2 separate regions of the Sus scrofa genome follow, and region 1 is linked to region 2. Evidence: chromatin contacts called from public HiChIP or PLAC-seq data. All regions are on one chromosome and are shown on one strand. The core of a region is the stretch at or near the end of the contact, and the rest is flanking DNA. Distances in the headings are between cores, read along the strand shown.

Region 1 (6,888 bases), core at 1,742-4,241, 310 kb before region 2:
ACATTCTTTTCACCTTTGTGCTCTGGAGCTATTTTAGGAACTGGGAACAAACACTAAGCATTATAATAAAAGACGTCCCTGTAGCTCTTATCACGTAGGAAATTACAAGGACTTTAGGAGCTCTGTGCCAGGAACCGTGGATGAAGACCAAACATGTATTTCCAGCTATATTACAATATCACGTATGTACAAACGAAACTTTGGAAAGTCAATTGACATTTCCCATGTAATCAGCTGACATTTCCCACATACCAGCATTCTGGTAATGCTACGCTGCTGTCAAAGCAATAGTTCCAATTTTTAAAAATGGTAAGCTGTTAAGATTGTGATGCTGTTGATACACTGGATTGCTAAGAGACTTTTTATTTCAGTGATGGTGGCCATTTGTATTGGGAGGGTCAAGGGAAAAAAGGGTCTTTTGTGTTTCACTAAGCATTTAATTATACTCATTCCCAATTAAAACAGTATTTTTAAAACACTTTTTAAATGTTTAAGAGAAGCATAATTCAGTGAACATGTCTCTGAATGGAGAACAGCCCATGTGACCACCACCCTCTTCCCTAATTTCTCAGAGGCATCTAGACACAACAGTCACTGCAGCGTCGTCTTCACATGGAGTGGCCATAACTGGGAAAGGACTTGAAGTCTTTCTCCTTCCCAGTTTCTGGGTCAGACAGTTAATAATTACTATACAAACTATTAAATTAAAGGTTCCTTACTTTACAAAATGAAGCTAAAGATGCCTGGCTTAAAAAATACTTTAATAAAAATACTCCCTTTGAGGCATGCTTATTCAACTTTTATCTTGATAGTCAAGTAAGCTATCGTTTCTATTTTTCTTCTTAATCACTACATGGCTTCCTGCGGAAGGGATAAAATCATTCCTATTAGGAAGGCCTTTCTTGATGACATTCCTTGTAAGGCAAGGATCTTGTTTCAATATACTTTCTGTTTCATTTTAAAAAATTCTTTTGGAAACCATTCTATACAGTGAGGAAGGCTTTTGTCTTTCAGGTGATAAACTGGTGAAACCAGTTCAATTCAATGTTCACAGAGCAAACACTTGTAAAGTACTCCAGTTCACACTAAAGTTATTTGCAGAGAGAGAAGGAGAGTTCTTGTCTAGTGGCATTTTGCCCTTCCCTCTCCAGACTCCTTATCAGGGCAGTCATCTTCCAAGCAGGATGGAAGCTAGTGTGGTCAGAGCAGACAGGGGTGCCGTGGGCCTCGTGGCAAGTCTGGCAGCGAGCATACCTTTGAAAGGTAACATGGGATTCAGGTCAGGGGTGCTCAGAACCAGCTCCTATCCGGTAAACTGCGAGAACAGTCACATAACTAGGGCCGGGAGGGAGGAAGAGTAGGTGGGATGTGCCAATGCAACCAGATTCGTTGCAACATAATTAAGTTGGGAATTGGGGTAGAAGTAGGTCAAAGGCAGCTGCTTATAGTGAGGGGTGTTATGCAAGCAGAGATGGGGAAACAAATGAGAGCTTTCAGGGCCAGGTATCCTCTGAACTGAAGGTACTGATTAGTGATGGGGTATGGGGAATGGAGGGTGCTGGCTACACCAGACCCAGTTCCACCTTCTCCGGAGCCCAAGGCAAATCTCAGCAGCATTCCTCTGCCTTCCCTGATGAATCGTGTCTGCAGGGAGAGGATAAGAAAATGTCTACAGCTCAAACTTGTCCTAGGTAACTCTCCCCACCAGCATGTAAATACATGTGGAGGTGCTGCAGAGCTCCCAAGCATGTTTGGGAACAGTTAATGGTAAAAACTCTCTGCAGAGCCAGTGCTAAATAAAGATAATTAGGGAAGAAGAGAAAAAAGTGAGGAGAAAGCAAAGTAAATATCAAAGAAGAAAAAAACATGGACTACATAAAAACATATCATTTTACATACACACACAAATAGAAAAGACAAAAATAAAAAATCGGAGAATGCAAAAATAAGCTATTTGCTTCCTAAGCAGAGGCAGATTGTATTCTTAGAATAAGCCAATGGGAAAAAGCGGTTCAGCGATAATGCACCTGACTAGTATCCATGAGGATACAGGTTTGATCCCTGGCCCTACTAATGGGTTAAGGATCCAGTGGCATTGCTGCAAGCTGCGGTGTAGGTCGCAGACACGGCTCAGATCTGGTGCTGTGGCTGCCTCGACTCCTAGCCTGGGAACTTTCAGATGCTGCAGGTGCCTCCCTAAAAAAAAATAACAATGATGACGGTAAGGTTAGAGTAAAACATACACTCACAAATCCCTTGTAACAGTGTAAATTATTACAACGCCTTTGGAATATCAATTTGGCAATAAGAATCAAAGGCTATAAAAATTGTCATACCTTTTCACCCAATAACACTCCTGGGCATTTAACCTTGGGGAATAAATCACACACACACACACACACACACACACACACAAACTACATAAAAATATTCATTGCAACATTACTTTTAACAGCAAAAAAAATTTTAGTGAGGGCTAAAAACAAAATAAATATCTCAAAACAGAAAAAAATGTAAGACAGGGCGACACAATGGAATCCTATGGAGTCATTAGAAATCATAATTATGAAAATTATGAAGTTTATGTACCGACATGAAAATATGTATGATGTATTATAATTCATAATCTTTGGTAAATATCTCTACTGGGTAAAATACACATACTTATAACACAGACCAAGACGAAATGGGGCAAACAGACAATGTGTTAGGAACTTCAGAATTTGGGGTGACATTGCTTTCTTTTTAAAATTTCTTTTACTGATTTATTGTGTGTCCATTAAACACATTATGGGTTTGTTGGACTAGTGGTAAAAGCAGAAACAATGAAATGAAAGGATGGAGGCCCTTAGTAAGAATCTTTCAAGCTATTAATCGAACATTTCTCTTCCCTACTTCTCCCTGCTTTTGCAGACCTTCCCAGGTGTCTAACAGTGCTGCCTAGAAACATCATTTGTCCATCTCCCCCTCAAGGACCCTTCTTAGGACCAAACCCCAGAACTCCCAGGGCATCACCATGACCTCAAACGCCCACAGCTTTCCCTCAGCTGCCCAGGCCTGGCCTGGCCTTCCTGGATCAGAAGAATCACATGTAAATAGTAAAAGGCAGCAGCACCCCGAGCTGCCTGCTGCCAAAAGCTGAGATTTCCCAGCACACACTAAGCTATAATTAACAGGAAGCAATGCCAAGAACAACAAAGGAGCTTCAAGGAAACTGTGCTAAAATACTCCGCAGTTTTTAACTACATACACATTCTTTTCTACTCAGCCACTCCACCCAGCCCTCCCTATTGTGCTCAGAAACTCTGAAACCACCAGACTGCAGAGAGCCACGAACAAACGAATGACGAGTGAATGCTGCCGCCGCCGCCGCCACCGCACAGGCAGGAAAGAGGTGCCAACGAGACCAGAGACAGCCCTGACAGGTCACTCTTGAGAAAGAAGAGCTGTTCTCAGAAGCAGAAGGAAGTTAGGTAATCCCAGGCCAGGTTACTTAATGATTTTGGGATTGTGTGTGTGTGTGTTGGGGGTAACAACACACGTGAAGTTAAAAAAACAAAAAAACAAAAAAAACAGCTCCCAGGTCCTCTAAAGAAAATTTACAAGAACTCCTCCAGGGTAGACTTGTTTGAGGCACAGTGGAACGTATGACTTCTAGATGCTTCAAATCAAGCCTTATAGTTCTCTGGCTTCTAAAACCTCCCTCTTCAAAGAGCATTCCTAAGAATTGCCCTGACATCATCCTTAGTGACCACTACCAGGGAAGGATTTCCTAGACAACGAGCCCTACCCTCACTCCATCCTCTTCTGACACTGTACAATCCCTCTGGAACCACCGCAGCACTCGGGGCAGGTGACCGCAGAGGTCAGCAAGGAAGCCACTCAGGTCTGTGCTTTTTGTCCCTTGCTATAAACTTACCTTCATAAGAGGCAATGGGATCTCTTCTGTCACAAGGGTTATTCCAGGAATTTCCTAGGGTGGGGGAAAAACAGACACATCACTGCTAAATGTATCAACTACCACCAGCCCGAGCCTTCAGGAAGTGTTTTCTGCACAGACAGAAGCTGAGGGCAGCTTCCAGTTTGCTAACCTCTACTTTAAATAAACCTTGGGGTTTATAAATAACGATGAACACAGCCTATCTCTTGCCTTGGGAAGGGAAATATTCTGAAAGTTAAGATTATAATAGTTGACAGTGTCACTAAAGGCAAGGATAAGACTATTATTATGAAATATAGAGCAAATAATGTATTATTTACACATTTTCATTTAAGAACAAAGGAAGCAAATTATATTTGCACCATGAAATATAATAATAGGGTGTAAACTTTCCTTTTTTTTTTTTTTTTTTTTTGGCTTTTTGCCATTTATTGGGCCGCTCTCGTGGCATATGGAGTTCCCAGGCTAGGGGTCTAATCGGAGCTGTAGTCACCAGCTGACACCAGAGCCACAGCAATGAGGGATCCGAGCCGCGTCTGCAACCTAAACCACAGCTCACAGCAACGCCAGATCGTTAACCCACTGAGCAAGGCCAGGGATCAAACCTGCAACCTCATGGTTCCTAGTCGGTTTCGTTAACCACCAAGCCACGAACTCCTTTTTTTTTTTTAACTCCTTCCTCCATCTTCTCTTTCACTTAAATGTATTATAGTTGGTCCCTAATGGCTTTTTTGACTTTGGTAGAAAATTGTTTTACACCTCATCTTCCACCATGATTTCAGAAATAAGAGATCCCCTAAATTAGAGTCTATGCCACATGATCATCATGGCAGATGTGAAAGATACAGTTCATATCAGAAATCCAAATTATAACATTCTGCTAACTAGTGAGCATTAAAATAAAATTAGAAATGTAAATAAAAACATAAATTTCTGAGTTCCCGTCATGGCTCAGCAGAAGCAAATCTGACTAGTATCCATGAGGATGCAGGTTCGATTCCCAGCCTTGCTCAGTGAATTAAGGATCTGGAGCAGCTGTGAGCTGTGGTGTATGTAGGTCACAGACATGGCTTGGATCTGGCGTGGCCATGGCTGTGGTGTAGGCCAACGGCTACAGCTCCAATTTGACCCCTAGCCTGGGAACCTCCATATGCCATGGGTGCGGCCCTAAAAACACAAAAATAAAACACTCCTCTCATTATAAAAAGAAAAAAATTCCAAAATTGCCATTTATTTGGTTATTTTGAAAAGTATGTTTCCATGTTAATTAGGTATATTAACCTCTCAACTAGTCAATTCCTCTTTCTTAAAAAAAAAAAGGTAGATGATAAATATGAGAAAATAATTTAGAAGGTACTACGTAGAAATAAAATCAGGTATTTGTTTTGTTTTTTTTTTCAGAAAATTAACATTTTTTAACAATCATTGCAAATTTACTATGTGCCATATACATTTCTAAGCATTTTACATGTGCAATATCTTTTTTTTAATTACTCAAATGAATTTATCACATCTGTAGTTGTATAATGATCATAACAATCCAATTTCACAGGATTTCCATCAGGTATTTGTTTAGAAGTTAAATGTCCTGGATTTTACTGACATGCAATATTCCTGTGAAAACCAACATCACAGGGATGGAGAAATAAATTTCCAGGACATTTCAAGCAACTGAGTTCTCCGCTGTGACAGGAGAAAGCCTGTGATAAAAATCAATGTGTGTTTCTCTTACGGAAATTTCCCTACAGCTTTAGGTTATAAATAGCATCTTAAAATAGGTATAATAAGGCTTACTGTCTGCAAAGCATAATTCAGAATTATCTGTGTGAGAGCACCAAATTTTCTAGTATCTTAAATCCAATTCCACTATTTACAGAAATAATGTCTCCATACAGACTATGAAATTAATGTTTTCTATTGTGACAAGTATTTATTAAGGATATAGCATTAAGAACATTTGAAGATTAGAGAAAAGTAAATGATTTACATCATTGCTAAAGATAATCACGGAATCATAGAATTTCAGGATTAGGTGAGACCTTTAAGGTAACCTGGTCCAACTACAAAGTTTAAAGCCCAGTGGTAAACCCTAACGCCAGCTCCATACGCAGTGGTTATAACTTTCGGGTTTTTTATATTGCACTTTGAGTAGGACTTTCTGATGTCACTCTCTACGTCCGCACGGTTCCTCTGCCCCAGAGAGTCAGGGGAAATGCAGATGTGAAGAACTGCCTATCAGGTTGACACTCTCACACAACATCCAACTAACACCTGCATCATCTTTGAACACAACCCTGGGAACTAGAGGTCCTGTCCCAGCCTCCCAGACACTGAACACAGGACAGCGATGGCCAGGGTTGGGTGGTGAGGGGAGGAAGCTGAAATGCGCATTTCCCGCCTCTGGGGAGGGGGTGGGGGGGTAGGGGTTAACCTGCAAACTTCCTGCCACATTACCGCAGAGTCTGCAAGTATATTCACAAGCGTTCTTCAAACAGTGAGGGCCTGGAGGAGAAACAAGCTCAGATCTTTCCCTTATAATTTTACAGTGAGGCATGAAAGTTTAATAACTCTAACAGTGAGAGACCGAAAGGGCCTTTGGAAAAACACTTCCATTGTGCATACCAAAAATTTAGGAATTAATGAAAACACACTTGATGTGCCATTTTTTTAAGGACTGTATTTAAATAGCCTAAAAACAAAATGGGGGAGTTCCCTGGTAGCCTAGTGGGTTAAGGATCAGGCCTTGTCACTGCAGTGGTGCAGGTTCGATCACTGGCCCGGGAATATCTGCATGCTGTGGGTGCAGCCAAAACCAGAGATATATGTCATAAAATAAATATATAGTTATAAAATAAATATTTTATGTATAAAATTAAAAAAAGGAGAAATGTTAAAATTTATCCAAGTACTTATTTTCCTGTGTCTGTGTTCCCTGAATTAAATTTATT
Region 2 (6,239 bases), core at 1,352-3,851:
TTTCCTTTTTTTTTTTTTTTTTTTAAACAAGGTTTGGCATGGTCTAATCCTTGCCTCCTTTTCCAACTTCAGCTTGTACTCACTGTATCTTAGGTAAACAGATATTGATTCAGTCATACACAAATATTTCTATGGGCCCATTATTTAAAACACATTGTTCTACACAAAAGAAAAAATTATTTTCCTCATGGAACTTAATGTCCTTCTTATTCTTTGAGAAAGCCCAGCTCCCAGCTCCCTCCTGTCTCATGGCTCTTGAACAAGCTACTCTCTACCTGGAATGCTTTTCTTTTCACATCCATTTCTTTTCTGACTGTTCTATTTAAAGCAGTTTTTTCTACTCCTGCTTTAGAAGTCCATTTATTTTCTTCATAACTCATATCAGGATATATATAGTTTATATCTATAACTATATACATAGTTTTTTGTGTAATACATATATTCCATAAGGCTGGGATTATGTTCATTTAGTTTGCCACTGTATACCTAAAACTTAGAATAGTGACTGTTAGCATATGGTGTGGGCTAAATAAACATCTGCTAAAAGAATAAAGACCCTGATTATATTTTTGTTGAAAAGATTCACTAATGACCAATTATCTGAATAGCCTATTATTTATATCCTTTTATATACTTTTCAGAAAAAAGAAAAGTCTCTAAATTGTGATTTATGGACGATCAGATTGGCCACCCGAGCTACCTTAATCTTAAAAAAACAAGCCATCTAATAAGTGCCATGAATGCAAAATCTCTAAGTCACTTCTACTACCCCCTCTCCATATGGTATTACTTTTTATAATAATCTACGCATATAAAAAGTATAAATACAAATATCAGCTTACAGAAATATAAGTCATGGATGAGGGGAAAATGATCATATACTAAACTGGACAAACAGGTTTTTGAGTTTATTAGAGTTCAAAGGTATCTTTAAATGAATAGAGCAAACACACAAACTATTGAACGAACAGGGGTAAAAGCAGAGAAAGGAAAGTCTCTTAATGAGAACAGTGGACATTTTAGTCTTTTTTTTTTTTTTTTGTCTTTTTAGGGCTGCACCCATGGCATATTTCCATTTCCAGGTTAGGGGTCGAATTGATGCTGTAGCCACTGACCTACACCAGAGACACCGCAATGCTACATCTGAGCTGCATCTGCGGCCTACACCACAGCTCACAGCAAGGCTGGATCCTTAACCCACTGAGTGAGGCCAGGGATCAAACCTGTGTCCTCATGGAAACTAGTCGGATTTGCTACCACTGAGCCACAACAGGAACTTCCTGGACATTATATTGCTGATCAAGTGGTGTAGATAGGTCACAGAATGCTATGTTGGTCACAGACTGGACTTGATTTTGCATCTTTGTGTATGGTAAAAGTCTCTTCAAAAGAGACATTCTTTTTGCTTTTTTTCAGTTTTGTTCTTTGTTTGACAGCTGTGACCGAGGCATGTGGAAATTTGGGCCAGGGATCAAACTCATGCAGCAACCTGAGCCACTGTAGTGACAATACCAGACCCTTAATCTGCTGAGCCTCAGAAAACTCCAAGACACTCATTTTTTTAAAGGTAAGAGAAGAAGAAGAAGCTACATAAGTATTATTTTGTAAGCAATATAAAAATATTTCAAAATTTTACTGTTCAAAGTATGTTTATGTTTTCAAATAAAAGTAATCATAAATAGGAATATAAACAGAGAGCTAAATAAGGAGATGAGTTATATAAAATGAATATGATGTTTAAATTCCAACAACGCTTTAGTAAGAGCTAAGGTAAATCTAATTTCACATGTAATTTTTCCTAATATTCTTCAGTTTGTAGAAAAGCTGTGATAACTGAAATAGCATTTAAGCACTGCATGGAGAATTAAAAGGCACGGCCTGGAGAAGTATTCAGTTAAGAGTTGGGAAGCAATAATGGGTGAGTCAGGAGCAACTAGCAGGAAGTGAAACATACTTAGGTGAACAAGTTTCATTCTTCCTCATTAAGCTCAAATTAAAACACGTGCAGTTAGTCTTCAGCATGCCCAGACTATCATGACCAACACCTTCCATAATCTGGCTCTAGTCCATTTTAGAGATCTCTCCTTTTATGGCACTTTGTGCCCCTTTTACTTGAACTACAATGAACTCACAAAGAAAACCACATTAAACATGTCATTATTACCTATCTTTTTCCAAATGCTCTTTCTTTGGCTGCAGAAGTCTTTTTCCATCATTTTTCCTTCTAATCTTTAAAAATTCAACTCAAATATCATCTTCTCTGGTATGCTTTTCCTCATTTCTCCAGCTAGAGTTGTTGATTTGCTTTTTGTATTTTCATTGTATATAGTTCACACTATTACTGCATTACTTTAACCACAGTGCTATGATTTATCTGTTCACATCTATCTTCTCAATTATATCATCACACAGTGCTTGGTACACTACAGACACACAATACTCTTTGTCGTACAAATAAATGAGTAAGAAGTGAAAGTGAAATGACAAGTCTTTTTTTTTGTTTTTCTTGGTCTTTTTAGGGCCTCACTGCAGAATATGGAAGTTCCCAGGCTAGGGCTGAATAAAAGCTGTAGCTGCTGGCCTACACCACAGCCACAGCAACACCAGATTAGAGCCGTGTCTGCAACTTACACCACAGCTCAGGCAACAGCTGATCCTTAACCCACTGAATGAAGCCAGGGATTAAACCCATGTCCTCATTGATACTAGTCGGGTTCACCACTACTGAGCCATGATGGGAACTCCTGAAATGACAGTACTGAATAACAAAAGTACTAATGAAAAGCTTATCTGGAAACACAAACTGTGACTAGAGAGTAAATGCTCCATGAGGAGAAGAACATGTCTGCCTTGTCTATCGCTATATTCCCAGCAATTAGTCTACTGCCAGGCACCATGTGGGTGCTTTATAAGTATTTACTGACTAAATGCTTAAGGTATATGGAAAATAAGAAAAAGCAAATATCTAATAATTGAAGATAAAGGGAAGAAGGGAGTTCCTGTTGTGTCGTGGCGCAGCAGAAACAAGTCCGACTAGGAACCATGAGGTTGCGGGTTCGATCCCTGGCCTCACTCAGTGGGTTAAGGATCCAGCATTGCTGTGAGCTGTGGTGGAGATGGGCAGCTGTAGCTCCGATATGGGGAACCTCCATATGCTGCGTGTTTAGCTCTAAAAAAAGACAAAAAAAGGGAAGGACATCCATAAGTAGGTAGTAGGGCAGCACCTCTAGCATAAGAGGTGGAATATCAAGGAATAAAGAAACTACAGAAAACAGTATCATTAATTAGCACATTTAAAAAAAATTACTAAACACGTCATTATAAACAGGAAAGAATGTTGCGGGAGAGAGGCAATATAAATTCACGTAAATATGATTTGTTTTCAGTTAGTCATAGAGTGGTCATAGACATTGGCTTGTCCATAGAAATAAAAATAATGATGTCCTTCACATACGCAAAAAATTCTGTATCATCTGCCACTAAACCATTTGTGTTTTCCTGCTTAATGCCTTTCCCTGGGGCATGAGAAGTGTTATTTAACACCTAGACTGAGTTAGTTACTCATTTACAAGCATACCACATTATGATACCATACCTATAATTTATATTGATGTTGCATTATTTTAGGCTTGCTATGATAATCACAGAAGCACTTCACTTGGTATCATCATCAAAAACTGAATGCCTCATACCTATGCCCATGTACTGACCACTATGAAGAAGGTGAAAATCACTGAATGTCCACACTACTCATACTTTTGACCTAGATCAAGGTGATGGGCAAGGTACACTGGTAGTATCTGTAAACTTAGATGGTAAGATTAAGACTTCAAGGCAAACACCACCCAAGGTTGTAAGAACTCTGAACAAAGAAAGCTTACCCTCTTTGCTTGGCAACTGGACCAGCCCATTTTTGCTAGCGAGGTTGGATGCGGCAAATCCTGACCCCAGGTTTCATGCTTTGATTCAAGGTTTTCAGGCACCTGATTTGTATCCCCTTTTATGTCCTCTTTCACTAACAGATGTAAAACTCTCAGTGACATTTTTCTAGAATTTTGTATTTTCTACTCATTGAAATCAAATATAGGGATTAAACAGGGAAATGACTAGGATTAAAGTTCTAAAAATAGAAATTACAATGTAAACAGACTTAATCAGAGTTTGGGTTAGATTTTAAAAGTTAACTTAAAAAGTGAATATTTATTTGATGGTTTTTTAGCTTAGCTGTTTTAGTTATACACCTGTTTTTCAATCTAATGGTATATAGAAGTAGAATCTGTGAAACTAAAAAACTTTTGTGAAATGATAACTTTGTGATACTCATAGTTTGGCTCTACTCATGTGTGTAGTAGTTTTGCATATTCAGTTTTGCACAAAACTGCTCCTCTGTGGATTATCCCCTCTCAGAATCTGTTAGGATGTTCAGGTTAACCAGACTTTCTTTGGGCAACTAAATTATAAAATGTCTTTAGAAGTTCAAGACACTGTTTACGTAGGTCTGTCTGTGCCTACCCTCTCCCATTCTCACTCCCTCCCCTAAAAATACTCTTGGCCTGGTCTTTTCTAGTGATAAAAGCACTTATGTCTACCAGTGCCCTAATAAGCACTCCATCTTTTCTGAATGTATATTTTCTGAACATAATTTAATTAACTGAAATTTCTAAAAAGGTCTGACCAATATTTAAATTTAAAATTTTGACACTTTATTTAGATTTCTGCTTCCTCTTGCAAGATAGAATATATTAGAAAGAAAACTAGTTTAGCATCAGAATGAGCATGGAATTACAGGTCAGTTTTGAAAAATACATTGTAAGGATTTTAAAAGCATGAGATGAAGTGGAAGTGAAATGTCCACAAACTGAAAGGTTACACAAAGCACTCAGCAAACATTATCCCCCTACCCACAATAATGGTCTGATAGTGTGGTTGAAACTATGAATCAGAGAACAGCTATACTGGAGGTGAAGTTTCCTGTTCAAGAACAAAGTGTAAGTGGCAAAATAAATTCACAAATCGGGTACAGGGTTGGGCTTTTCAATCCAGAAATCCTATGAGTTTATCATTTTTCTTTACACCTCTTTACTACACTTGCGTTTTGATGTTATAATACTTTATACTTTACCCATTAATTCTTAGCTAAAGTACTTCCCTCTCTCCAGAGAACTAAAACTATGAAACATGTTTTTCTTTTTAGAGATTTACAACCTTGAGTAAGGCCCCTGTCACACATTTTATAGGCTTACTATTCCTTTCTTAAGTATCAAAATGATCTGATGTCTTTCCATACAAAATTCTGGCAGCAAAATTAATCCCCCAAGAGAATTATGGGTGGTTCCTATTTACTCTCTTTGGCCCCTTTTACTTTTTCTACCTTCTTCCTGCATTGTGGTTGCTGCTAGCTCTCCCACAAAGCCTTTAAAATAATGGTCGCTCCCTCACCTGCAATTTTCAACTTGCCCCAAATTTGAGTACATATTCTAACTGGGAAGAATATTGTGGCTGGGCAAGCAGTTAGGCCATATTTACTGTAAAATGATATTAGTGGTTAAAAGGTGAAAGAGCAACTCACCTGTAATGTTGATTAAGAAAAATATGGGCTGGCGTTCCTGCTGTGGTGCAGTGGCTTAAAAATCCAACTGCAGCAGCCTGGGCCACTGAAGAGGTGCGGGCTGGATCCCCAGCCCAGCACAGTGAGTTAAAGGATCTGGTATTGCTGTAGCTGCGGCACAGGTTACAGATACAGCTTGGATTCAATCCCTTGCCTGAGAACTTCCATATGCTGTGGGTGCGGCCACTAAAAAAAAAGTATTAAAGAAAAATATGGGCTGAAAGTTTCAATCATGATATTTAAGGCTCATTCTTTTTCCCCCTTATCCAAATTCCAGGCAGTTTCGAGAGAAGGGAGGAAGGGCAAATAGGCTAAGCGCCCCCTCCCATCCTCAAAGGAGCTGTCCTGAAAGCCTCACCCAAAGACTTCCATGACATCACTGCCATCCCTAGGAATAAGGGAGGTAGGACAGTCTATGTTTTATTTGTTCTGTTTTATTTTATTTTATTTTATTTACCTACACACAATGCACCTGAATGAAATAAAGGTTTGGTTAGTGAGGAAAAAAGGGAAAACAGTTACTAGCCATCTCTGTCACAGACATATTGACTTTGATGTGCTTTTGATATATCTTTGAAGATGCTGGGAGGTTAGGACACATACAGACAGGAATAGTCAGGTTTAGAAATGT

The links. HiChIP or PLAC-seq counts read pairs in DNA pulled down with a chosen protein or histone mark.
Region 1: an H3K27ac HiChIP or PLAC-seq map of alveolar macrophages shows a contact between it and region 2. The contact joins two enhancer-like sites.

The regions. Positions count from the first base shown.
Region 1 is chr9:102,750,809-102,757,696 of Sscrofa11.1, reverse strand. GSAP (gamma-secretase-activating protein) reads right to left here. Exons shown (of 32, transcript XM_021102559.1): 20 at 3,920-3,973. Among named protein-coding and RNA genes, the nearest start is that of GSAP, 59 kb to the right of the region's middle. Within about 2 kb of position 2,991, at least 51 of the 83 cell types and tissues checked have an H3K27ac peak or open chromatin away from gene starts, as enhancers often do. A contact at or near this core is called in alveolar macrophages, where this site is marked.
Region 2 is chr9:102,445,688-102,451,926 of Sscrofa11.1, reverse strand. All of the region lies in intron 1 of LOC102167692 (a long non-coding RNA gene), which reads right to left. Among named protein-coding and RNA genes, the nearest start is that of RSBN1L, 14 kb to the right of the region's middle. Within about 2 kb of position 2,601, at least 16 of the 83 cell types and tissues checked have an H3K27ac peak or open chromatin away from gene starts, as enhancers often do. A contact at or near this core is called in alveolar macrophages, where this site is marked.